Regions from separate parts of the Mus musculus genome. Here all the other regions are linked to region 1. The links are chromatin contacts, called in public HiChIP or PLAC-seq and promoter capture Hi-C maps. All regions are on one chromosome and are shown on one strand. The core of a region is the stretch at or near the end of the contact, and the rest is flanking DNA. Distances in the headings are between cores, read along the strand shown.

Evidence for each region. Promoter capture Hi-C pulls out the DNA fragments that hold promoters and counts their contacts. HiChIP or PLAC-seq counts read pairs in DNA pulled down with a chosen protein or histone mark.
Region 2: a promoter capture Hi-C map of liver shows a contact between it and region 1, with 5 times the contacts expected there. The contact joins the promoter of Dipk1b here to the promoter of Ralgds in region 1. A contact is called at or near these places in 2 of 39 promoter capture datasets (hippocampal neurons and liver) and 1 of 115 datasets of contacts at active chromatin or transcription factors (astrocytes).
Region 3: an H3K27ac HiChIP or PLAC-seq map of bone marrow-derived dendritic cells shows a contact between it and region 1, with 6 times the contacts expected there. The contact joins the promoter of Slc2a6 here to the promoter of Ralgds in region 1. A contact is called at or near these places in 2 of 39 promoter capture datasets (hippocampal neurons and liver), 1 of 484 Hi-C or Micro-C datasets (B cells) and 3 of 115 datasets of contacts at active chromatin or transcription factors (astrocytes, bone marrow-derived dendritic cells and pancreatic cancer cells).
Region 4: a promoter capture Hi-C map of liver shows a contact between it and region 1, with 5 times the contacts expected there. The contact joins the promoter of Adamtsl2 here to the promoter of Ralgds in region 1. A contact is called at or near these places in 1 of 39 promoter capture datasets (liver) and 1 of 115 datasets of contacts at active chromatin or transcription factors (pancreatic cancer cells).
Region 5: an HNF4G HiChIP or PLAC-seq map of pancreatic cancer cells shows a contact between it and region 1. The contact joins the promoter of Vav2 here to the promoter of Ralgds in region 1. A contact is called at or near these places in 2 of 39 promoter capture datasets (hippocampal neurons and liver), 3 of 484 Hi-C or Micro-C datasets (B cells, embryonic stem cells and uterus), 2 of 115 datasets of contacts at active chromatin or transcription factors (astrocytes and pancreatic cancer cells) and 1 of 9 other capture datasets (macrophages).
Region 6: an H3K4me3 HiChIP or PLAC-seq map of forebrain shows a contact between it and region 1, with 8 times the contacts expected there. The contact joins the promoter of Brd3 here to the promoter of Ralgds in region 1. A contact is called at or near these places in 4 of 115 datasets of contacts at active chromatin or transcription factors (astrocytes, embryonic forebrain, forebrain and 1 more).

What each region holds. Positions count from the first base shown.
Region 1 is chr2:28,531,335-28,535,487 of GRCm38.p6, forward strand. It overlaps Ralgds (ral guanine nucleotide dissociation stimulator), which reads left to right and starts at 2,130. Exons shown (of 18, transcript NM_001145835.1): 1 at 2,130-2,399. The coding sequence starts at 2,217.
Region 2 is chr2:26,626,295-26,630,447 of GRCm38.p6, forward strand. Dipk1b (divergent protein kinase domain 1B) reads left to right here and starts at 2,163. Exons shown (of 5, transcript NM_019833.3): 1 at 2,163-2,405. The coding sequence starts at 2,343.
Region 3 is chr2:27,025,529-27,029,681 of GRCm38.p6, forward strand. It overlaps Slc2a6 (solute carrier family 2 (facilitated glucose transporter), member 6), which reads right to left and starts at 2,470. Exons shown (of 10, transcript NM_172659.2): 1 at 2,289-2,470; 2 at 1,613-1,775; 3 at 373-579. The coding sequence starts at 2,377.
Region 4 is chr2:27,076,966-27,081,118 of GRCm38.p6, forward strand. Adamtsl2 (ADAMTS-like 2) reads left to right here and starts at 2,414. Exons shown (of 19, transcript NM_029981.2): 1 at 2,414-2,608.
Region 5 is chr2:27,425,322-27,429,474 of GRCm38.p6, forward strand. It overlaps Vav2 (vav 2 oncogene), which reads right to left and starts at 2,287. Exons shown (of 28, transcript NM_009500.2): 1 at 955-2,287. The coding sequence starts at 1,158.
Region 6 is chr2:27,473,582-27,477,734 of GRCm38.p6, forward strand. Brd3 (bromodomain containing 3) reads right to left here and starts at 2,092. Exons shown (of 12, transcript NM_001113573.1): 1 at 1,996-2,092.

The DNA.
Region 1 (4,153 bases), core at 880-3,379:
CCTCAAAAACAAAAAAGGAAGAGGAAGAGGAGGAGCAGCAGCATCCGTGCCATCAATTTGTGGTAGTCTTCAGCTACCTAAGGTTGACCCTGCTCCAAAAATATTAAATGGAAAATTCTAGAATCAGATCTCTTGCTGTTCTGAGCAACATAATGAAATCAAGCCTTTTCTCCCCTCGCCACGCCTCCCACGTGAAGTCATCCCTTTGCCCGCTATACTCAAACAGTGCTTGCTTAGGGAGCAACCTGGCTGCCTGGGTCATTGCTCTGACCATTGTGGTTCACTGTTCCTCTTATTTCAGGATCCTGCTGGGTATCCTAGAGTGCATCGCCTTGCTACTCAACAGTCAGTTTGTTCATATCAGGTTCACAAACCCACATACTGGCTGGTATCTCTTCTTTCTGTGTACCTCCACACCCCCATATATTTGTTAGCAAAGCAAAACCTGTTTGTCTGTCTGTCCTATAGGCTGGATTTCCATAGGTTGCAGGCTGGTGGTGTGTGGAGGCTATCCTTCTGACTCCTGTTGTTCCCCAAGTGATGGTTAGATTTAGGTGTGGGTTGCAAGACGTTCTTCACTATCCCACATATGCTGTCCTTATCCCCTCTCTTTTGATGGGCCTGCTCTTGATAAAGGATATTCCCTGTAGGCTGGGGGCTAATCATGAGGGAATGCTTAGGAGGCCTTGGGGAGGGCTCTGCTTTCTGGGAAGTGTCTAAAAAGTCACAGCTGGTGCTGGGGATGCTGAGGGTGTGAGCCCTGTGGGGTCTAGGGCAGCAGGCAGGAACATGGGGACACTTATATTGGTGAAAGGGGGTCAGAGTAAAAAGGCTTGAGCTGTTGGCCTATGGGAGTGAGGAGCTTGTCTGTCTGTCTGTCTGTCTGTCTGTGTGGCTTTATGTCTCTGTGTATCTGCCTACACATATGTGTGTCTGTGTTTCTGTGTCTGTGCATGTGATATCCATGAACAGACTTCCCAGGAGGGAAATGCAGAGCGAGACAGGAAAGGAACTTGATAAAACAGGTGGACAGCAACCAGAAAAGCAGAGTAGATGATGGAACCTCACCTCTGCCACCGTCCATCCCTGCAATTAGTGTGTCTGGAGGCAGCCTGCCTGCCGACGGCCTGCCCGCAGGGTTGACGCCTGGGGACTAAGTATCAGAGAGAAGTGGCCCTTAGAAAAAGAAAGCCAGAATAGGAGAGAGCAGCAGGGTCAGGAAACAAAGCTGAGCTGCTGCCGGGTCCTTGGCCCAGGAATGGGGCTGGGGAAAAGCCTACAGAATGTGTGGGAGCCACTGCCTTCCTGTGATATACCCCCACACGCCTGGACTTCCTGGAGATAGGGCAGAGCCCGGGCTTCTGAGCAGCCTTAGGGGATCTCCACACCTAGCCAAATCTGCCTATCTTTTTCTTAAATCATATTCACTGGAGCCTGTTCATAAAAATACTTTCTGACAATTAAAAATTTCAAAGAAAATTTAGGCCTTGTGGCGGGAGAGATGGCCCAGCATTCACAGTTTGTTCCCCTCAGGCATCAGCGTCTACCATGTCTGCAATGTACACACATGCATGGCAAATAACAGTACACATACAATAAAATAAACAAGCCTTTAAAAGTACGCCACCTCACCTAGTGGTAACCAGCATTGCTTTTGCATAGTAGGTTTGTCTAGTTTGTGCATGACTGTGGTGACTGGAGCTGAGGCTGGAAGCATCCCTCTCCCAATGGAGCTTGGACTGGATGCCAACGCCCTGTGGACACTGAGCCCAATCAATCCTCAGGGTCACCCTTCCCCATACTCTAATATATGAGCACATAGTCAGTGACCTCATTGACATCCTCCCAGTCACACTCTTGGAGGAAGTCATTTTCATTACCCATACTTTCCAGGTGAAGAAACTGAGGCTACAGAGCTAGGGGGTGTTGTAACTGGAATTCCCGGGAAGTGGATCTGATTTCAGCAAAACAGCATCACGGGCCGCCCACACAATACATAGACTGTGTATGCAAGCGCTGTCCACCAGGCCTGCCAACTAGAGGAGGCCCACGCCCCCTCTGAAACCACTCCCCCAGCAGCCCACGCCCCCAGCTGACATCAGCGAGGCCCGGCCTCTGGCGCAGAGCGCAGGCAGCGCGGAGCCGCGCCGGCCCTGCGCCCCGCGCTGCCCCGGGTCTCGCGGCCCGCCGGCCACCCGCGCCACCGTGAGTCGTCCATGGTGCAGCGCATGTGGGCTGAGGCGGCCGGGCCCATAGGGGGCACCGAGCCGTTGTTTCCCGGTTCCCGGCGCAGCCGCAGCGTGTGGGACGCCGTGCGCCTGGAGGTGGGCGTCCCCGACAGCTGCCCAGTGGTGCTGCACAGCTTCACGCAGCTCGACCCTGATCTGCCGCGCCTGGAGGTGGGTGAGCCCAACGTCCTTTGCAGCATTGTGTGTGGCTGGGGGGTTCCTTCCTCAGAAGTCCCCCTGCTGTATCAGCCCTGGGGCAGCCAGTTGGGCATTACAGCTTCCAGCACACCCTCAGCAGTAGGTGGGGAATCAGAGCTGAATTCCCGTGCCCCCTCAATTCATCCCAGTACCTGCTCCCACTCATCACAGGTGTGACAACCCCAATTACTGCAGTCAGTCAAACCTTTAAGCCCCTCCATGCTGTCACTATTTACACGCCTGTGGTGTGTGAATGCTCCAACCACGAGGGCCTATCCTCATTTCAAACCCTTGTCAATGGGGCGCGTGACACGAGGAGGCCACAATATAGTGGGCCAGCAAGTGGTTGTGGTGGCACAGCCCTAAACTCCCCAGAGGTGAGTGGGACCTCAGGGGCCTTTGAATACCCATCACTGAGTCAGACATAGGTCTAATGACCCGGGAACATCGAGGCTGTTCAGAGGAGGCAGTGGCAGGAAGGGAGTGGGATGGGCTGGAAGATTCAGAGACCATGCCCTTATGTGTGGGTGGTGGGAATAGTGAATGTGGGTAGGAGCTTGTTTCTAGTGTCCTGGGCAGGGACACCCAGCAGTGCCCTCTTCCTTTCACCTTAGTGTACACCTGCCACCATGCCCCAGGGGTAGTGGAATCCCAAGGCAGCCCTGCATCCTGCTCTGCCTAGAGAAGGCTCAGACAAAGCATACTCGGGAACTTCTGGTCATGGGGCCCCCAGGCCTAGGAGGCCTCTTGTGCTTGGCAGGTGTCCCAAGCCAGGCTGCTCATTCACCCAGTGGTCTCATCCTGGAGGCGGCTGGGGAGGGACTCCGGGGAGCTTGGTGGTGGGCGGCCCACCACCAGCCCTGCACTCATCTGGCTTTCATTATGTCTGGCAGAGTCTCCGGCTTTGTGTGCTGGAAGGGCCTAGCCTGATCACTCCTGGAGGGGGGTGTCAAGCTTCTCTCTGACTCTGTCTGGCTACATCCCTAAGGACCCTTTGTGGCAGGGCTGTTGAAAGGTTCTGTTCCTGCATGGGTTGCTGCTATCTGTGCCTCCTCTGCTGCCCTCTCTCCAGGCCTCTGTGTTGTCATGCAGCCTGGTCACCGTTTAGAAATCAGAGGGAAGCTTCTGGCTGGGTCAGGAAAGCCAGGGTCCTGGCAGGAGAGGAGGCCACAGCCGGAAACTGAACACAATGACCATTTAGCATTCGCCTGGGGGAGGGGGCAGGGAAATCCCTGTCTGTTTTGCCAATAATTCCCTCCCATCCCCATCCTGAGTCTGGTTTCCTGGTAGCAGACCCAGGTCCAGAAATGAAATCAATCCAATTAAGGTCCCTGCACTCTCTGTCTTTGCCTTTCGTCTTCTGTCATTTGTTTCCATCAGCCTGGGGTTGCCAGATGTCCTCACACATCTGGGCATCTGCCTACTCTCTCAGTTCTAAGTCAAGCCACCACCGACCTAGCTTGACCTGCCCCAGTCTGCTTTATAGAGGTCACGAGGTTTATGCTCCTGCCACAGGCTTGCTTCAGCTTCATCCTGGCGAGAGTGACTGTGAATCTGTAGCATTCACAGGCAGCAGGCACCAATACCGTGTTCCTCCCGGCTCACACAGACCTCCAGCTCAGATGCCAGTGCCATCTGCTAAGAGGCTGGAGGCCAGAGAGGTGAAGTCCCTGACCTAAATAAATACATTGTCAGAAAGGGTCGCAGACAGGACTTCAGCACAGTGT
Region 2 (4,153 bases), core at 913-3,412, 1.9 Mb before region 1:
TCATGTGGCAACTCCAGTTCCAGGAGATCCCATGCTCTCTTCTGACCACTAGGGCACCAGGCACACACGTGGCACACACACTTGTCCTGTTCAGAGGACCTAGGGTCAATTTCCAGCACCCACATGGCAGCTCACAAGTGTCTGTAACTCCAGTTCCTGAGTGTGGCATACACACACACACACACACACACACACACACACACACACACACAAACACATACACATTGATGTGCATACAAATAAATAAATCTTTAAAAAAAACCTTAAAAACAAAAATAAAACAAAATCTTATAAAAAGTAAAGTGGAGAGAGTAAAAACCTGACAGACCTTTGGCTTCCACACACACACATATATGCATACACACACAAACATGTATACACACATGTGTTATAGACCTTACAGATGGCCATTGTACTCCCAGAAGACCAGACTGAAAAATAAAAATAATTACTCATTCCGCAAGTCCGTGACACCAAGCTTCATGTTTTCTCTTATGAAAAGATTTGATTATTTGTGTGTGTGTGTGTGTGTGTGTGTGTGTGTGTGTGTCGGGGAGGGGAGGGGAGTCATGCGTGGGGAATGGAGGTGCATCATGTGTGCACATGGAAGGCAGAGGTGGGTGCTGGGTGCTTTCTTCGATCACTGTCCACCTTTTCCTTTGAGGCAGGGTCTCTTCCTGAACCTCAGGCTGCTTTCTCAGCTAGGCTGTGAACCAGCAAGTCCTAGCAACCATCCTACAACGGCTCCACTCAACCTGTAACCTGGGTTACAGGTGTGCGCAGGATGCTCGATCTGCTACATGGATGCTGAAATTTGAATTTCAATCTTTATGTTTTCACAATAAGTGCTTTCAGCTGCTGAGTCATTTTTTTCAGCCTTCCCGTCACCACACTTAAACTACATTGTTTATCTGACCTGCAAAATCAAGATTGAAGACATAATAAAATAGTCAAACTGCTTAAGCAGCTCGTTTATAATTGGTGCGATAATGAAACAATCCCATGTTTCCCTTCTTTTTTCTCCTTCCTTCTTTTCTCCCTCCCTCCTTCCCTCCCTCTCTCCTTTCTTTCCTTTCTTCTTTCCTCTCTTCCTCCCTCCTTCCATCCCTTTCTTCCAGCCTCTCTCCCTTCCTTCCTTCTTTCCTTCCTTGAGGCAGGGTCTCCCTTTGGGCTTCTGGCTAGTCTGGAATTTGAAACATAGGCCAGGCTGGTCTTTCTGCTTCTGCTTCTTGGTTTCTGGGACACAGACTTGATGCTATTTTCCATTTGTTTTGTGACCTGCTCCTGGCTCTAGTTCTCTTCAGCCTTTCTAGCTTATAAATCCAAACCCTTCAGCTGGGCTCATGGGACTCTCGCTCCACTTTTATGAAGAGAAGGTTGGCCTGGTTCACTAATTGCGAAGCAATTAACATCCTTAAACTAAAGCTGTCTTTTATCATTTTGCAAGGCATATATATATGGACAGCACTGGGGCACAGGGGAAGGCGTATTCCCTGGGAATGCATATGACATCGCTATAGAACCCCTAAGAAAGGTGTGGGTGAGGATTGAGGGCAGCTGATGCGCATGGTGGACGGTGCATTCTGGCCATTGTCTGCTAAGTTCAATAAGCCTCTAACTAAGGTCAGCTGCTGCTTTCCTAATCACCCTAAATGGGAGTCACAGGAGAGGGGCGTGTCTGTCCATGGGCAGAAATCAGAAGAAACTGGTTCTCAGGAGTAGTTGCTGACCGCGTGGGCTGTGGGTCCTTCCCTATGCCCCGGTGCAACAAGGGCTGAAGACTCTCGGTGCCAGAGGTGGTGGCCTCAGGACTGACTAGCCTCACCTGCATACTGGGGAGGGATGGGGGCAGATCCATCAACGTCTTTTACCCTTGAAAAGGTGGAAGAAATGCGCAAGCGCAGGCGGGGACCTTACAGGTCCTCAGCGCCAGCCTGCCCCGGTGTTTCATGCTCACACAGGGTTGCCGTAGCGGGTCCCGGAGCTCTCGGGAGGTTGGGGGTGGGGGGGTGGGGGGTGGCGTAGGTCCCCAGCGGGAGAGCTAGACTAGCCGCGGGGCCGCGCGCCAGTCCTCCCACGCGCGTGCACGCCCCTTCCGTTTGTCTCCACACGCGCGCGCACGCCCCTCTGTCCATCTTCCCGCGCGTGCACGCCCCTCCTCCAGGCCGTCTCCCCGCGCGTGCGTCGCGGTCCTTGCTCAGAAAGGCACGCGCCTTGCCTTTAACGCGAGCCGAGGACGAGCGGCCCGCATGGAGAGCGAGCGGCGGCCGCTGCGGGCCTGGCCGGGCTGGGGCTGAGGCCGAGCCAGCCGCGGGGTTCCGCAGCCGGGGCCGGAGCCCATCATGCGGCGGCTGCGGCGCTTGGTGCACCTAGTGCTCCTCTGCCCCTTCTCCAAGGGCCTGCAGGTAAGCCGCAGCCGGCCAGGTGCTACCACACGGGGAGGGGCAGGGCGTGGGATGGCGAGGGTCGATGGGTGCACGCGGGTGCACCGGAGTCCTTTCTAACCTTCGCAACTTAAAAAAAAAATTCTGGAATAGCAAACTTGGCCAGCCCCTGGCCAGTTCTTGAGACAGCTGGAAACAGGGGCTGTGGTGACCTTGGGCCAGTGGAGGGCCAGCTCCTGTCTGCAGAAGAGGCCCCTCCCCTCATGCTTTGAGGTGATGGAGTCAGGCCTCTGGGCTCCAGCCGCTGGTTGCCACGGTCCTTAGAGCCTACAGGAAGGAGCCAGCCCTCACCAGTCTAGCCAAGGTCTCTCTGAAGGGCCGTCCTGAGGATGCTGGAGGATGCCTTTGTCCTGGGGCCTGGCCTCCCTTAGACTGTTTTACATAAAGGATGAGGACTGAAGCCTGTTGGATGCAGAGCTCTTCCAGGCCCAGATGCCCTTGTCTGCCCTCTTCCAGAGGCAGTAGCTTGTGCTGTGATCCATGCTCAGGCCTAGGTTGGGTTCGTGACCTGAGGTGTATGGGGGACCCTTCTTGTGCCAGGAGATGGGGTGTACCCATACCCCTAGCCCTGAAGCTAGGCCCTGACTCAGCAATGTGTGGACCCAGGAGTGGCAGGAGAGGGGTTTGGGCCAGTTCCCAGTGGGGCTGGTTCAGAGAGAGCCACTGGCTGAGCCCTTCCTGCCCCAAGCCTCAGTTTCCTGCGTGGGAAACACTAGGGCACCTGCCACCTGGCCCGGGTTTCCTGGGCAGGGAGTTTGCTGTGCAGTTACTATCCCTGTAATGACCTTCCCACCTTCCATGTGACTTTTCTGGAGCTGGACTGTTCAGCCTCGAAAATTATGGGCCCAGGGCTTGCCAACTTGTTCCCCACTGAGTGGCAGAAATCTGTGCGAGCTTTTGAGTACCACTGTGGTGAGTCCCGCCCCGGGGTGAGCAAAGACTCAGGGATCCTGGAGAAGAGCTGCGTCAGACAGAGGCCAGGTAAACCATCAAAGCTTAGCCAAGGTAGTCTAGGGGAGCCACCTGTGCCAAGGTGGCTTGGGAGGGCCTGCCTGGAGTGGTCTCTGACCTGCAGGTTTCTAGCGGCTTCTAGTTCTACATCACTTGGGCCAGCCTGGGCCAGCCGCTGTCCTGGCCCTGGCCCTGGCCCTTTGCTCTAGGTGTGGCTGAGTCCTTTGATCTGGCCTCACAGCCAGTGTCCCTGCAATTTCTCAGTCTTCCTGTTTTAATTTTGGACAAATCTGAAAGAAACAGCTGAGTGCCAGAGCCATGAGTGTCCCAGGAGAAGTCCCCAGAGCCATGCCCCGGAATAGGGACCATCTCCTAGAACTTTCTGGAAGAATGTTCTAGAAGAAGGGCTAAGCATCATTCCTGTGGTAGAGGTTCCTTATGTTCTGGCTCGGAGGCAACTAGGGTAAACTTGAGCTCAGCATGACTCCCAAATCCAAAAGTGGGGTGCTAGCTGGTTTCATTCTCAGACTTTCTGGCCGCGGGTAGACAGGAGGCCACAGGAAATTCTTGACATCAGTAGAGTCCCCCCTGTAGGGTTGCCGTGTTGGTTATTCAGGCCACTTAAGAGGCCGGGAAAGCTTTTCCTGTGATGGACTTCCTTTGTAAACTTTGTAAACCCTCAAGGTAGGAAAGTGGCCAGGTGCCTGCCTAAGGAGTCCTCCCTGTCATAACTGATTTCAGCCTCTGTCACAAAGGTC
Region 3 (4,153 bases), core at 1,220-3,719, 1.5 Mb before region 1:
GCCTCAGACTTGGGGCTGAGCAGGCATCTGTATTTACCCTAGTGACCTCTTTTCTGGGCTTGGTCAGAGGATAAGTTTGTGTATGGAGTATTACATGAGGTAAGCAGTTGGGTGGAGGTGGAGGTGGAGGTGGGCTGGAACTTCCCTTCACATCCCTTGTGCAATGCAAATTTTTTCAGTTGAGCAATGCATGGAACTGAGGTCAAAACACAGGGTAGGAAGTTTTGGGTGACAATGATGTCAGCTGCTTTGGTGGAGGAAGCTGAGGTTTTCTGGGCAATGTAGTGAACCCCACACACTTTCACTGAGCAAAGGCTCAGAGGCAGGGGTGGTCTAGAACAGCCCCAAGGCAATGGAGACATCTGGCCTTACCGGGATGCAGGCAGCAGTGAGTCCCCCGGCAAAGCCCGTCAGCATCCTCCCCAACAGAAGCATCCAGAGGCCACGGGCACCGGCCATGATTGCATAGCCAATGGCTGAGGGGACAGCTGAGAACATGATGCTGAGCTTCCGGCCCAGGAGGTCATTGAGTAACATAGCACTGAGGCCCCCTGCTGCGGCACCCAAGGTGAACACGGACTGCAGGGGTACAAGAAGATAAGTGGCTTTAAGAGCTCTCACCCCCACCGGAGTCTAGAGAGAGTTCCTCCAGAGCTGACCCAAAACCCAGGCATTCATTGGTAGAGTCCCCTGTTGGCAGAGGTGCACAGCAGCCTGTGGACAACTATATGTAAAGGTACCATAAATGTTCTACTCCAGAGGTGCTTTGAGGAGAGGGGGCGCCTGTCTACAGTGGCTCTGTCCAGGAGTGTCCAATATTTTTTTGAGCCCAAGCAGGCCTCAAGAACATGATCTTCCTCCTTCAGCCTCCCAAGTGCTGAAGTTAAAGGCATTTTCTATGGCTCACACACTACCAAAGAGAACCCTATGACTTGTAGGCCTGGGACTTTAAGATTTGGGGGTCATTGGAGTTGTTGAGGAATAAAGAATTTGGCTGGAGTCTGCCACTCATGAGCAGTGGGACCAGGGCACACAGTGTGGCCTCAGTTTCTTAGTTGCGTTATGGGAAAAACATAGTTAACCTCAGGGGTGAAGATATTTCACGAAGTGTCTAGCATGTGCTCAGCATGTGCTGTGCGCCTTGCACATTCCCACCCCATTTGAAATGCTCAGGAGACCCCAAATCTTTCCAGCTTTGCTGTCAAGTCGCAGTCCTAACTCAGGGTCTACTGACATTCTAACGTTAAAGTCTTGGGCTCCTGGGCTCTGTTTAGCCACGTTCTGTCCTTGTCCATATGGCACCTCTCATCCCGCTAGCATCTGGTGTGACTGCCTCCAGGCACCCAGGAGGATGTCAGCTCTGCTGTGGCAGCCTGGCTTTGGGTATGGGGTTGGGAAATCTTCCCCTCAGCCCTGGCCCACATCTCTGCAGGATGTCACTTCCTCATGTCACTTGCCATCACCGCTAGCAGACGGGAATGCGTGTTAGGGAGAGATACCGGTGCTCTAGGGGAGGTTCCAAGGCTAGGTGATTTTAGTTCCCTGTGGTAAGCAGGTTGAGTGGGCCCATGCTCCCTCCACTACCCCATCTGATTTAGAGAACAGGCCTCACCCCAAACCAGGATGCCTGGATTTTGTCCAGGTGTAGTGCTGGGTCAGAAGAGAGCTTCAGTTCAGGGATGACTGGAGATGTGTAGACCAAGGCATACCCAAAGCTGAAATTGCCCAGCACAGCGGCGAAGGTAGCCAGGAACACCCTTCTGTTTTTCAAGGCCCTGGTGGGGGATGGGGTAGAACCAAAGGACCAAGGACAAGTCCTTTAAATGGACCCTGAGTTCCCAGACTGCTGCCTTCCCCGAGCCCATGACCATCCAGCTCGGCAGATAACCAGGAGAGGCCTGGGTCCAGGGCCAGTCAAGTTGTCTTCAGGCCTTAGCAGCAGCTCTGGGAAATCCCCAGGCTGTCGGCTGGGGCTGGTGCCCGTTTTCTCCAGAAAAGAAATTGTGGTTTTTGCCTCCTGTTGTGATGCTCAAAGCTTGTTCTGTGATCTTAGGCAAGACCCATGTCCTCCCCCTGTGGCAGGTGGGGATCCCACCCAGTATTCCTTTGGAGGCTCTCTTCTTTATGGTGGTCCAGTTCTTTAAATAGGACTTGCGAGCATGCGGTAAGAAAGAGTCAGATGACTCTTGGTGGCCACTCACCAGAAGTCAGTAATGGCCCAAGATGTGTATCGTCTGCTGGAGATAAGGCCATCCCAACCTCCCATGCCCACACCCTGAGACTCTCACCCGGCTCGTTCTCTCTCTCCAGGAGTCGCGGGCACCTCGGGGAAGGTATCATAGTCGAGTCCCTCGGTTCTTAGCAGGGGTTCCTGCATGGCCAGCGCGGATGGTCAGATACAGCGGGACTCCACTGCAGAGCTAAAGCATCTGCCTGAGCCCTCAGCACAGCAGGCGAAGCTCCGCCCTACAGATGCGATTGGCTGCAGGGCGGCCCTGCAGAGCCGTGCTGTCCAATGAGACAGCCGCACGCCTCGGATGCAGGGTGCGATCGGGCTCCCGGGCGTGTCCCATCGCGTGCGCCTTGAGGCGCTGGATTCTGCCGGGGAAACCCGCTTCTAGGGCAGGGCCGCCTGAGCACCCTTTCGCCAGGCTAAGAGCGTGGACTGCTCCATGGCTGGGTCTGGCTTTATGGAGGAGAAGCCCAGAGAGTCGTAAGCTTGCCAAGGTCACACGGAGGATTGTTATTATTATATATTTTTTTATTATTGCCTTGCTTGGCCCTGTTCTGTGCCCTCTCCCGTCACATAGATGTCACTTCTACACCTGCCACTTCACTTCTCGCCTCCTAACCCTAGTTGACTCCAATGAATCACTACTTTGGGTGTGTACAGTAAGTAGGAGGAGGGTGGAGCAGAAACAATTAGGGGTAACTCCAGCAGGTGCCCTGCGGTGTCTCACCCCATAGCTGTGGACAAACCCCAAGGCTTCTCTCTGCTAGCAAGCAATCTGTCTCTGAGCTACATTCCTGATCTCTGGGATTTCCTGGTTGTCCAAATAGCTTGCACTGTTCAAAATCATTCCAGTAATGGTATAAAATGACCAAAAAAAACGAAACAGAAACTTCTCTAGGAGGTGGAAAAAGCCACAATCAAGATGCCTATCTGTGTCTTTGGACTTTTTCAGTCACAGGAGTGGACTTACTTCCTGTTCACATTTATAAACTGACCCTTTGTTACCAGGCTATTAAAACAGTAAAGGGTGTTGTAGAAGTCTCAGTTCCCCTTTAGAAACACTTCTAGAGAGGACAGTAGAGACCACAAAACTGCTGCGACCCACCCTGGCTGGACGTCTTTCCTTCCTGTGTTTGCCTTGCCTGTCTGTTACTTAGTGGGGAGGTGAACTTTCAGTGAGTGGTGTTCCACTTCACATCCAAGCTGAGTGTGTGTGTGTGTGTGTGTGTGTGTGTGTGTGTTATACATAATTTTGGGAGCCTGAGAGCACTGGCTGCTCTTGCAAGGACTCAGGTTTGATTTCCCAGCCCCACGGGTTGGCACACAACCCTCCTCTTACCTCCATTTCCAGGACAATTGGTGCCTTTTGGCATCAGCTTTTATGTGGTACAGACAAAACACCCAAACATGTGAAAAACTTAAGATATATAATTTTTAAATTTTATGTCTGTCTGTGAGTCTGTGCTCCTGAAGCTGAAATGATGGACTTGTAGGAGCTGGAGTTACAGGCCGGTCAGTCACCAAATAGTAATGGGAGCCAGAGCATATAGGACCTGGTCTTGTAACCGCTGAACCATCTCTTCAGGCCCCTTCCACTCCTTTGTCATTTGAGACAGGGTCTGATGTATTCCAAGCTGGCATCAAACTTTCTAGGTAGCCACCCACTTTAATTTTATCCTCTGGCCTCCACCTCCAATTGGGACTGCAGCCCTGGATTCATTCTGTGCTAGGGATTGGACCCAGGCAGGCACTACATTAACTGAGCCACAGCCCTATCTTACTCTGAGATAAGTTTCACCAGGTTGTCCAGACTGGCCTTTCAATACTCCTGCCTTAGACCACTAAATACTTGGGGTTGTTAGGTAGGTAGTCAGACATGCAATCTTGGTGGCCTTTGAGGACATCTCTCACACAATCAGT
Region 4 (4,153 bases), core at 1,164-3,663, 1.5 Mb before region 1:
CCATTCCTGGGCAGCCTACAGTGAGTGGAACAGCAGAGACTCAAGAATGTCCATCCTTCAGGTTTTAGCTGAACCTCAGAAGGAGTACTAGCCTCAAGTCTGATGGGCCATTTCAGGAAATAAAGTCATAGGGTCCTTGTGGAAAGCCCCCCACACCCCAGAAAAAGAAGCTTCGGAAGAGCAGGTTGGGGGTCTAAGCATGTACGGAAGAGTCAGACAGGAACCAGACCAGAGCCACTGGCTCCTTCGGTGACTCTAGGTTACCTCAGGCCCCAGAAGCTTGGTGGATGGAGTGAGGAATGGGGGTCACAGTGGTCCCCTGGACTGCATGGACAGGTCATTTATGAGACTCAGCACAAAATGTCCCCACTCAGAAAGCAGGACAAAACTTTCTCATCAGTACACTTCTCCTGGCACATCATGACATTTTATTGTTTAATGCTATACAGCTTTGGTTCAGGGCACTTGACAGTTGAGTATCCACCCTCATCGGTATGAGGGAACACTCTGAAGATGCAGGGTAGGGGAGGAACCTGGTTGGGGGGTGGAGTTTAGTCTTTTTCAATCTCTCTGAAATCCTCAGCCCATTGTGGACCAAGTAGTTATGACTGCCAGGGAGTCTTGGATATGGAAGTTCCTAAGGATCTTCCATAGGGAAATGAAGGCATAGCTAATGCAGGAAGCCAGTACCTAGAGAGTCACACACTCGTGGGCATCACAAAGGCAACGATACATCTCCACAGGTCTGTCTTCCAAGTGGCCAGGCCAAAGGAAGATGCCGAGTGGGCATGTCAGTTGGCTGTGGGGTCCCTCCCAAGGGAAACTGTTAGTCACCCCGGCGCTGGAGCATGTGGAAGCCAGAAGTGCCAGGAGATCTTGGGTCGGCTCCAGGGTGTACAGGGTCTGGTAGTCAGCCAGGGTGGAGGAGAAGTGGCAGAGGCTTCCAGAATAAGGGAGATCTGATCTGGGTCTGCCAGTGAGATCCTGTGCACATGTACATGCATGTGTGTGTGTGTGCTGTGTGTCAGGTTGTAGAATGTCTGTGCTTCTTCTTATTGGCCCCAGGGGGGCAGTGTGAGCCTGGATAAGGGTCATGGGAGGTCAGGGTGACAGAGAACAGAAGCTGAATACCTTAAGGTCAGTCACTACTGAACACCGGCAGAGTGAGAGCTGACCCTCTGCCCCCTGTCGCAGTCTAAGCTGGGAGAGCCAGCCAGCATCTTTGAAGAACCAGGCAGAAGGAGAGGGTGTGTGGCAGAGCAGCGCCGCAACCTGTATCTGTCACAACTTTGACTGGTGGCTTTAGCAGACCACTCCACTTCCCAGCCTCAGTTTCTCCTCGGTAAAGTACAGATGATGAAGATGCTTGTCACCTGACTCAAGCCTCACAGAGAGGCTGGGTGCTGATTGGTTTTTGCTGGTTGCTTTGTTCTTGGCTGCGGTCTGGTGGTCAGACACAAGACTTCCCCCAGGGTATCACTCTTAGCAGCCCAAAGAGGCAGCTGAAGAAGCTTATCATCTAGCACAGAGGGAGGGACAAGAGGGAGGGACAGAGAAAAGGAGAGGACTTCCAGTCCCCACTACAGGGACAGAGGCATGGATGAAATGGCTCAGCCAGCTTGTGGGATGTTGTTTCAGAATCACTTAGCATTTGAAGGTGCCTGTTTTCCAGGACGGGGTGCTTCAGAGAGCAGGAAATGTCAGAGCAGACATCTCATCATCCAAAGTCCTCTTGGATTCATAAGACTTCAGCTCTAGCTCAGCAGGGACAGAGCTCTTGAGTCCTGCTTGCTTGCCAATAGCTGCCCAGCTGCTGTGGGGTCCAGCCAAGCTGGTACCAAACATCTGCAGAATACCCCGTGCCGACGATCTTCCTAGACATCTGGTCGATAGGCTGTAGCCACCTCTTCCTCTCCCTGGAGCCATTGGTTGGTTGATCTCTGGATGTATCTCAGTTCCTCCGTTGTTCAGGTCTGTTTTCCAAGGACGGAGGGTGGCCTGCACCCGTGCAATGTCTGGACCTCTGTGTCTTCCCTGTGAACAGGAGCCGAAAGCCTGGACATCACATGGTTTCCAGCCTTCTCTGGAAGCTGAAGTTAGATGGGTGGGTCAAGGGGGCTCCGCTCCACCACTGCCAACCTCCCTCCACATGACCTCAGGCTAATTGATCCATTAGGGTCAGTCACTCTGGACCTAGGCAAGCCAGTCTCAGGCTCACTCACTGATCCTGGACTGTGGCAGCAGCAGCCAGCAGGCAGCTGGACAGCCTGGCCATACTCCAGAGGAGCAGAGCGGGTTAAAGTGTGCGCCCGGCCAGCCGCCAGCAGGCTGGGCGGGGGAGCAGCGGTGGGAAGTGTGAGTTCCTCCCCGTCTGCCTGACAGCTATAAAGGCAGCTGCGGCCACAGAGCAGCCACTGGGCTGAGAGCCCCTCCTGGGAACCCCCTCCCTTGAATGCTCTTTGAAGTGGGAGAGGGAGGCAGCTGGGGAAGCAGGACCAGAGACAGGCAGAGCCCGCACATCTCTGCACTCACCTTCCTGCACCGTGCACCTGGCAGTAGCTCTCACCCTTTTCTCTAAAAGGAGGACAACCTGCTGACCCTGGGTGAGGTAGGCCACTACATACTTGTCCCTGCTCATACTGTGGTCTTTGGGAGGTGTGAGATGTAGCTTATCCCAGACCAGCCAAGCTGTTCAGAATGGGGGCCGGGGGATGTCCCAGCCCCTGGTGAGGGTATTCAACCACAGAGAAAGGGGGGAACAACCTATGCCACACAGTGGCAGGGTGGTCCTGAGGCAACAACCTTGGTACTAGCAGTTGCTGTCTGGTCTGCAAAGCCATGCTGTGGTGGGCCTGTTGAAGGTTTTGGACCCTAGGGAGAGATGGATCCTGTTTGAGCTGGACTTGGCTGGAATCCAGCAGTGTCTGGGAGCCTTAATGAAAACCAAGTGTGAGGCTGACTGGGCACCTGTCTTTGGCAGCAGCAGGGACTGGGGAGCCATGGAGGCTAATGGGACTGTGTGAGATGGGGACTCTGTGCTGGAGTGAAAATAGGGACTCAGATGGAGACCTTCAGTGTCGGGGGTGGGTGGACGTAAGGGTGATGCTGACCAAGCTCCTGGACACCTGCAGGAGAAGGAGGGAGGGAGGGAGAAAAAAAGGGAGAGGGAGAAGGACAGAAGGACAGTAGGACAGTAGGACAGTTGGTATCAGGGCTTCGAGGGTGCTGACCATTTCCAGACTTTCTTCCCCTGGAATTGCTGGGTGCGACTGAGTCCCTAAGTTTGCTCTGTGGTGTGTGTGTGTGTGTGTGGTGGGGGAGGGGGCAGTAGGCTACCTTGTTGTGTGGCTTTGGGCAAGCTGCCTCTTTTTTCTGAAGCCCATTGTCTAACTCACCAGCAGATGACACCCACCTGGGACAAGCTACATTAGCTTCCTTTCTAGGACAGGGTTTAAATTGAGGTGCGCAGCAGCCATTCTGAGAGTTGGAGCAGCAAGGCTGGAAGCTCTCTTGATTTGATTCACCGTAACCCTTGGTGGGTGTTTGGGTTTGAGGGGCTGTTTTGTTGGAAGGGAATCAGGAGCCAGGTGCAGGCTGTACCTCCTTCTGCCCCTCCTCCATATCTCTGTTCTCTCAAGAGAGAAGGGCCCTGAGACAAAGTTTGGAGCTAAGACGAAAGGATGGAGACTTACCATCCAGAGACTACCCCACCCGGGGATCCATCCCATAATCAGCCACCAAACCCAGACAATATTGCATATGCCAGCAAAATTTTGCTGAAGGGACCCTGTTATAGCTGTCTTGTATGAGGCTATGCCAGTGCCTGGCAAATACAGAAGTGGATGCTCACAGTCATCTATAGGATGGAACACAGGGCCCCTAATGGAGAAGCTAGAGAAAGTACCCAAGGAGCTGAAGGGGTCTGCAACCCTATAGGTGGAACAACAATATGAACTAACCAGTACCCCGGAGCTCATGTCTCTAGCTGCATATGTAGCAGAAGATGGCCTAGTTGGCCATCATTGGGAAGAGAGGCCCCTTGGTCTTGCAAACTTTATATGCCCAGTACAGGGGAATGCCAGGGCCAAGAAGTAGGAGTGGGTGGATAGGGGAGCAGGGCGGTGGGGGGGAGGGTATAGGGGACTTTCAGGAT
Region 5 (4,153 bases), core at 1,037-3,536, 1.1 Mb before region 1:
TAGAAGAGAATTCCCGGCGTCCACTAGGAGTTTCGAAGTGGGCGGGTCGCACCTGGACAGTACCCGGCTGAACTAGAGCTGCCTAACTCTTCTCTCCACCTCCCAGATCCCTTTAAAGAGCGACCCCCGAAGGGCGGGCCACATGCCTCGAATTTGCTTAACTCTCGGCCAAGTTCCCTTCAAGGGGCCAAGAAAAGCAGCTTCAGCCAGCAGAGCGGACATTTTCCTGCCCTGCCCTGCCCTGCCCTGCGGCCAAACGCGTGTCTTGGCCTCCACAAAGGCCACACTGGAGCGACCACCGAAGTGGGGGCAATGAGAAGGCGAAGAAGACTCCAACCCAGAGGCTATCCAGGAAGGCCCCCGAGGCAGCTGGTCCTGGGCTGGGGTCCGGGAGGAGGCGCAGGCCAGAGAGGGGGCGGCGCCCGGCCCTCCCGCTCCCTCCGGCCGTAGCACCCCACCCGGCCCGGCCCCTCCGCCGAGCTGCGGGTAACAGTAGCCACCACTCCACCTCATCCTTCAACGGCTCCAACTCAACCTCCATGGGCTCCGGTCGTCTGGCACGCAGCCGGGGACGTGACCCCCAGCGTGGCACGCACCCGGTTGGAAGGGACACTCGGGGACCCGGGCCTAGACGCAACACTGCAGTGCTGGGCGTTACACCGAGGCTGGAGTCGCCCTCCACCAGGCAGCCGTAGACTGGGGAGCCGGCGCACACAAACCGTTCCCGCGGCGGTGGTAGCGCGCCCTAGACTGGGGGACTTTAGCCAACTTCGCGCCTTCGGGGACCGCCGCTCTCTAGAGCGGGAAGAGGAGACCGGGATGTGACCTGCTCTGCACTGACCCCTGAGCCAGAAGCTCCGGCCAGAGAACCTGGGCCTCCCGCGGCCCACGCTCCAGTCAATGCGCCCCTCAGATCGCACACCCGAGTCCCTCCTGCAGTGCCGGGACCCTCACCTGGGACATCTGCGGCCGGAAGTTGATGTCCTTAAGGTCGATGGAACCGGGGGAGAGGTTGTGCAGCAGCTGGCACAGAAGGACGCCGTCGCGCAGCGCCTGCGCCAGGTCGAAGACCACCGCCGAGGGCCACACGACGCGGTGGTTGGGCGGCAGGACCTTGCAGTCGATGAGCCAGCGGCCGCATTGCCGCCACTGCTCCATGGCGCCCGCGGCGCCTGTGCGCTCGCCGCTGCGGCCGCTGGCCAGCTGGCTCAGGGTAGCGCTCCGGCCAAAGTGCGGTGACCGCGGGGCATCCCGCCCGCCCGCGCGGGGCTCGGCCGCCGGGGCGGGGCTTCGCGCAGGCGGCCCCGGGTCCCCGCTGCGCGGCCGCACGGCCCTCCTCTTCCTCCTCCTCCTCTTCGGGCTACTAGCCGGCCGCCGCTCCCGCCCACGTGCGGCCAACCGGCGCTCGCGGGGCAGCGTGCGGGGTCCCTCTTTCACACACACAAGTCCGCTCGTGCTCCGGCCGGGGCTCCACGCCTCCTGCAGTCGCAGCGCTTCTCGATCCGCCCCTCTGGGCGCCGCATTCTGAGCTCCGGGCGCCCCGCTTCGGCCACCGCTCCTGCCCCACCCGAGACAAAGGCGCAGCGGGTCGCTCGCTCCCTGCGTCCGGCGCCTGAGCTGCTCGCTCCACCGTCGCTTTGTTCGCCGGGCCCGCGGGCTCTACGCCACTCGCGGGGCACTGGGACTCCGAGGCTCCGCGGCTCCTAGGCGCTGGGGGTGCAGGGGGCGCGGCCACGGCCGGGCGGGGCCGGGGGCGGAGCTGGCACCTTCACCCGGCACCTCCCCGGAGACCCAAGCACCGCCTCCAACCCGTCCTCCCACTTCCTGCCCCTGGGCCGCCAGCGAAAGTTGAGGAAGGCGGGGCTCCTGAGCAGGCTCCCCGCCCACGACTTTCCCTAGGTGCACGTGGAGGCTGGAGGTCTTTCTTGCGGTGCGATGAGGCCGCCGCACGGCAGAAGAGACTAGAAGATGACCGCGGTAACGCTGGGTGCCCTTGCAGGGTCTTTCGGCAAAGATAGACCCCAGAACGCGAACCAGGCTGGCCTACACACCCTACGCCCCTATGGCCTCTTCCAGTCCTCTGTCCTTGCCAGGGTCCGCAAGACACTCCGCCTCCACAATAACGGAGAGAGGGGGAAAAAAATCCTTCACTTTCAGCCCCCTTGATTGTCTAGTGGGAGGTGCTGGAGAGATAGACCGTGTTGTGTCCTGAGGACATTGTGACAGTGGGAGGGACTTCAAAAGCATAAATAACTGATTTTTGTGATTAAAATTAATTTGCTCTGGACAGTATCAGGAGCTGTGGGTTCTTGGTAAAGAAGAAGGGAACCCCACAAAGCCAAGTCTTCTATGAGACTGGTGTCATGAAAGGGAGCTAGAAGAGAGGAAAGTGACCAGTTTCCAAGAGCCGAGCTTTTGTGGGCGGTGTTCTGTCAGCCCCTGCCTCTCTCAGTTTACCTGGGCCAGGGAAGGATGACAGATCTGTCCCCTGCACCCAGGGAAGTCCCTCCCAGAAAGGCCTCTCTCTGCAGGAAGTCCCATCACCTGCCCCACCTAAGGAGGAAGCATGAACCCTAATCCTAGAGATCCGGCAGAGAAGCCAGGTAGAGCCTTCAGCCCCTCTACTTCACCTCTGAATAGCTTCAGGGGAAGGACCTCCTGCGGACTGGGGGTTAAATCGTCCAAAGCACAGGGCTACAGGCAGACCCTCCAGCATCTCCCTAAGAGTCATTCAACACCCTGCACCAAAGGGAGGAAAAAGAAAGAAGGAAAGAAAGGAGATTGCAAAGCTGAAAGCAAAGCACCCTGCTAAATGCTGCTGCATTCATGCCTTGGCGTGTGTACCCAGGGAGCTCTCTCACAGAAAAGAGGCCTCTGTGCTCCCAGCACTCCAGCCTTCCTGCCTCATCAGAAGCTAAGACCAGGTCTAGGACAAACGAATTTTGCCATCCAATCAAGCGTTCGTCTGCTGCCCCCTGGTGGTCTTGAGGGCAATGGCATCAGCTGACAGCCTAGATGCTACAAAAGAGGGGTCTGTCTGTCTTTGAGGGGCTGTAGTGCAGAGCATATAGTGGAGTTAGCATGTCAGTCCTCCAAGTCAGAAGATCCAGGCCTCCTGGCACCAGCAGAACTCTCTGGTACCCAATTCCTTATCTGGCTAGTGGGGACATCACTCATCTCGGAAATAATAGAAAGGATGAATGAAGAAAAGCTGGGTGGGAAGTATTCCAGGTGTCTGTTGTGCATGTGTAGGTCAGAGTTCACGAGCTCAAAACAAACATGCGGAGGACTGGTAAAGGGGATCTTTCTCCTCACCCATTCTCTCAGCCCAGAACTGTTCACCAGGATTGCCCTCTGGAAGTGTCCAAGAGAAGTGTACCTCCCCACTTTGGTCATGAGCACCACTGAAAGCCACTTGTGCTGAATACCAGAGCTCTGCAGTGAACTGAGCAGACGAAACCCTGAGGTAGGAACTGTCAACCCCAGCCACATGTCTGGGATGTGGGAAGTGGGCCACCAACTAACCATGCACGAGGCTTCAGAGAAGAATGCCCCTGGAAAGGGGTAGCAGGTCTCCTGGGAGCTCTTACGGGATAGGGGCAAGCATGGCTATGGAGAGCCAGGCCTCGTCCAGAGGCAGTTCTACATCATAACGGAACTAAACATCTCTGTCTTCCCAGTCATGAGCTGGTCAGCTACAGCGTATTCTTTTATGGACTCTGATGTTAACTCCCCACTTCTAATTTGCCAGCAAGTTTCAGATTCTGAGCACTGCCAGCTCTGCCACCACCAAGGTCTATGTTCCTCCCCTTGGGTTCCTCAGCAGCCCGCTTCTACCTTGCCTTTCAGTCTGCCCTCCACAGCCAGCAAGGACCGAACCAAATCTAGATGCAACCCTGTCACTCTGTGACAGCACAAAACAAGCCCTTTGTGGTACTCAGCTCTCTAAAGATAAAATCTTTAGGCCTAGGGCTCTTTAAAAGAACACTGTTTGACAAGCATGAGGCCCCATCTCTAGCCCTTACAGCAGCGATTCTCAACCTGTGGGTCTGGACCCCTTGGGGCTAGGTTGCCTAAGACCATTCAAAGACACGGATATTTACATCATGAATCATAACAGTAACAAAAATTAGTTTTGATGTAACATAATATA
Region 6 (4,153 bases), core at 842-3,341, 1.1 Mb before region 1:
CCCTGAGAGCCCCTGGGGGCACAGCTCCAGGCTTACAGAAGCCGGAGTAGAGGCAAGCCAGGCAGGGCCTTTCCTTTCAGCACTCCCCCCCATTTTCACCATCTAAGGGAGGGAGGACACTTTTACAAGCTCCATCCCTCATTCAAAGCTCATTTCCAAAACAGGATACTGCACTGTGGAAAGAAAGCAGTTACTCTTTGTGAAAGTAAACCTGGCATCTCCTAAAAGTAAAATAAATAAAGTAAATAGATATATAGGTAGGGAAATGAACGAACTGGCACACCCCCTGGTCATCCACCCTACAAAAGCTTTTTAATGCCTTTCTCCTGAATTCCCCGGATGTGGGGCTAGGTCTGGATCGCCACAGATTCCTGGTGTCTTGCTAAAGCAGTGGACCCGGAGTTTATAAGCAAGGTCAGGAAGAAATTACCCCCACCTCCTGAACTGTCAAGCTTGTACCTCACCTCTCATGATCTACAGCCAACAGTGCACATCAAGGCCTCCAACAGAACAAACAGCAAACAGGCCTCTATTTGCGAATGAGAGGCCACACTCAGGGCCACTCAAAAAAGGTCACTGGGGCTTGGGGCTTGATCCTTGGAGTCCTTCCTTTCCTGGACCCTGGAAAGCCTGTGAGAAACTCACTTCAAGCAGCACAGCAGAGATCTCAGATCTCTTCAGGGGCACCCCCACCCCCAGTAATGCACACCACTAAGAAAGTGCAAAACAAAAGGGGGGGGGGATGGACGACACAACAACCAGCTTGTCCTCATGGGTTAAGGGGGACAGGACCTGAGCCCTTCAATTCCTTCACTCATTTCTCTTCCTGCACCCAGTCCCATGTTAGCCACTGAAGAACACAAGAATGACCTCAGAGACACAAACTTATACAGTTAAGAAGTTTAAGGTAGAGAAACAACAGCTGTGCACTTATTTCTGGCAGAAAGCTCTTAATCAAAATTGCAAAGGGCAGAGCCTTAAAATTGAGCCCTAAAGTATGAACTCACAAAAGGTATGCCCCGGCTCCCAGTGAGCCCCCTTCCCGCTCCTTACCGCCCCCCCCCCGCCGCCCCAGGGCAAGAAGACTGTTTATGGCTTCCTCGTTAGCCCTGCCCCCGTCGCAGCAACTGGTGGAGAGAACTTCCCCAAGCCGCCAGGATTTTTCACCGGGAATCCTCAAGAACCTTACATACGAGAGGCTTTGGGGTGCGCATTCCTCACCCAACTAGCTTGCGTGTTATACACGAAGTAAGAAAAAGACGTGCACCCCACCCCTTCCACCTCAATCCGAATCGACCTCGCCCGGATTAAGTACTCGTTTAGGCTGATTTCAAAACATGAACTGGGTTTCCTCCTGGCCTGGCTGCAATAATCCAGTAACTCGTAAGCGCGCAAAGTCGTCTCCCGGGCCATAACTCTGCAAATGCAGCCGCCGCCCCCCAAGCCACGCCGCGGCTGCCCCACTTGCAAGGCTCCAGCGGTGTCCAGGCCCAGCCTGGCCTGCCCTGCGACGATCCGCCCTAAGTGGCGCCGGAGCGACCCTGGGCACACCGCGCGCACCTTCCCGCGCCGCGCATCCTCCAGGCAGTCCCCTTCGGAAGATGGCGGGCAGAGGAAAAGGGGAAAGGAAAAAAAAATCCCTTCCGTGAGGGAGGGCTGGCGCAGAGAGCGCGGGCTGTGCCAAGTCCAGGCTGGGCGCTCCGACCAAGGCGACGCCTCCCAGTCCGGCCCGAGGCGACCGGCAAGCCGCGGGCGCACAGCGCAAGGCGGAGGGCAGCGGAGCCCGCGCAGTCGCTGCGACCCCGGGCAGGCGGCCGCCCCGCTTTGTTGCATCGCGGCCGCGCACAAAGGCGGCGGCCCCGGGCTCCGGGCTTCGAGACGCGCGGGAGGCCTGCACCATGCGTTCCGGGCCGTGTTCTCTCAGCCAAGTCCGCCGCCGCCACCGCCACCGCCGCCGCCGCCCAGAGTGTACAAGGAAACGAGAAAAAGGCGTACTTGGCCTAGGCGGCTCCAGCGCCGTCTGCTCCCGGCCCGCGCGGCCGGCTCCTCTTTGGCTCGCCGGCCCCGGCAGCATAATAGACGCGCCGGAGCTGTACAGGGCTCATGCGCTACGCCGCGGCGCCTGGCGGGAGTCGTAGTCCGCGCCCGGGCTCGCGCCAGGGCCGCCCAGGGGAGGCCGAGGCGCACGGACTACATGTCCCGGCCCCGCCGGCGCCACGCCGTGCCCCGCCCCGCGCGCCCCCGGCCGCCCGCCCGGCCGCCCTGGCCGCCAGCGGGCCCGGCCTAGGGGCGCGTGGGGGCGGGGCTGGGAGGTTGCCCGCCAGGACCCGAGGCGACGCTGGAACCTTGGCCCGCCCGCGCGCCTTCACTTTAGCGTTCTCAGCCACACGCAGGGAATAAGAACTGGTGGGCGGATTTCCAGAAGCCTAGGAAAACGTGGGAAAGGCGGGAACGCAGTTAGCACCCTGGGGTCACTACCCGGGTACCCCGAGGCCTCCCTCAAACCCCGAATGCTCACAAGCAGGGAGGCGCGCACCGGCCCCAGCCCATGTTTGTAAACAAACCGCGCGCCTAATTAGCCTGGCGAGGGCGCGCGCAGGGCGGTCCTTGCCAGGGAGGAGTCGCGATCAATCCCGCCCCAAAATCCTGGGGCGGGTTGAAGACCTGGGGACTCCGTAAGAGACCTGGCTGGTGGTGCCGGAAAAAGGCGGATTCTCCAAAGCTAGACACCAGTAAGGGATGCTTCAGGCTGTGCCAGCCAACTTTCCCTCTCTGGAGTCTCAGTGTGTCCCCATGTGCCTATGGAAAGACAGGAATGAGATTAAGTCCCGCCCTTTTTCTGCGTTTTGAAAGGGTTAGGACGGGGTCACACTTCAGATCTTGGTTTTGGTGAAAATTACAATGGTGCCTACGTTAGTCAGTTTTTATCCAGTTGTAATTTAAGGTGGGTGTGTGATAGACCCCAACAAAAACGTTACAAACAAAACAAGTTTTTCCATCAGTGCCCGCTGAACCTGCCTGCCAATGCAGGGTTCCAATTCTGCTGTGAGCTGGACCTATTCCAAGATCCTGGTGTCACTGAGTTTATTTCTGGCTGAGCGGGCACTTTGCTGCATGCAAGAAATGCACAGGTGGTTATGGTATTAAATACCAGACACACACACACACACACACACACACACACACGTACACACACACATACACACACATACACAACGAATATGTTCTGTACCTGAAAATGAAAAAGGCTCAAGAAGGCAAAGTGACATCCTTGGTCTCAGAGGTCCCAAGCTCCAAGCCCAGGGTCCTTGGAAGAGATTTGAGGACAAGCTGGAGCCTCTCCAGGCTCTTCTTGTCTCCTCTTTGGTCTACAGCATGGGTGCTTCTCACACCCTGGGGCGAGGTGGCCACTGCAAGGAAGCCCTGCTGTTTAGTCGCAGACTGAACACAGGGTAGGAGAGCAAGACCTGGGAGGCTCTAAGTTAGAGTCCTTAAACTCTTGAACCCAGGCTCCCCAGCAAAGCCATGACTGGGAGCTTGCAGAACTGCAGTCACCTTGCAGGTTCTATTATCATTCCTGCCATCTGGGTCTCACCTTTCTGGACACACTGAGCACTCTGGCTACTAGGACAAGGGACTTGCCAGTTAACTTTTTAAACAAAACCCAGAAAACTCTGTGTGTGTGTGTGAGTGTGTGTGTAACTATGTATGTGTGTGTGTAACTATGTACATGTGTGTAACTATGTGTTTGTAACAGTGTGTGTAACTGTGTGTGTGACTGTGCATGTGTGCGTAACTGTGTATGTGTGTAACTATGTGTGTGTAACTGTGTATGTGTATATAACTGTGTGTGTAACAGTGTATGTGTGTGTAACTGTAACTGTGTATAACTGTGTACATGTGCGTAACTATGTGTGTGTAACTGTGTGTAATTAGGTGTGTGTATAACTGTGTATGTGTATGTAACTGTGTGTGTAACTGTGTATTGTGTAACTGTGTGTGTAACAGTGTATGTGTGTGTAACTATGTATAACTATGTGTGTAACTGTGTATGTGTGTGTAACAGTGCATGTGTGTGTAACAGTGTATGTGTGTGTAACTATGTATAACTGTGTGTGTGTGTAACTGTGTATGTGTATGTAACTGTATGTGT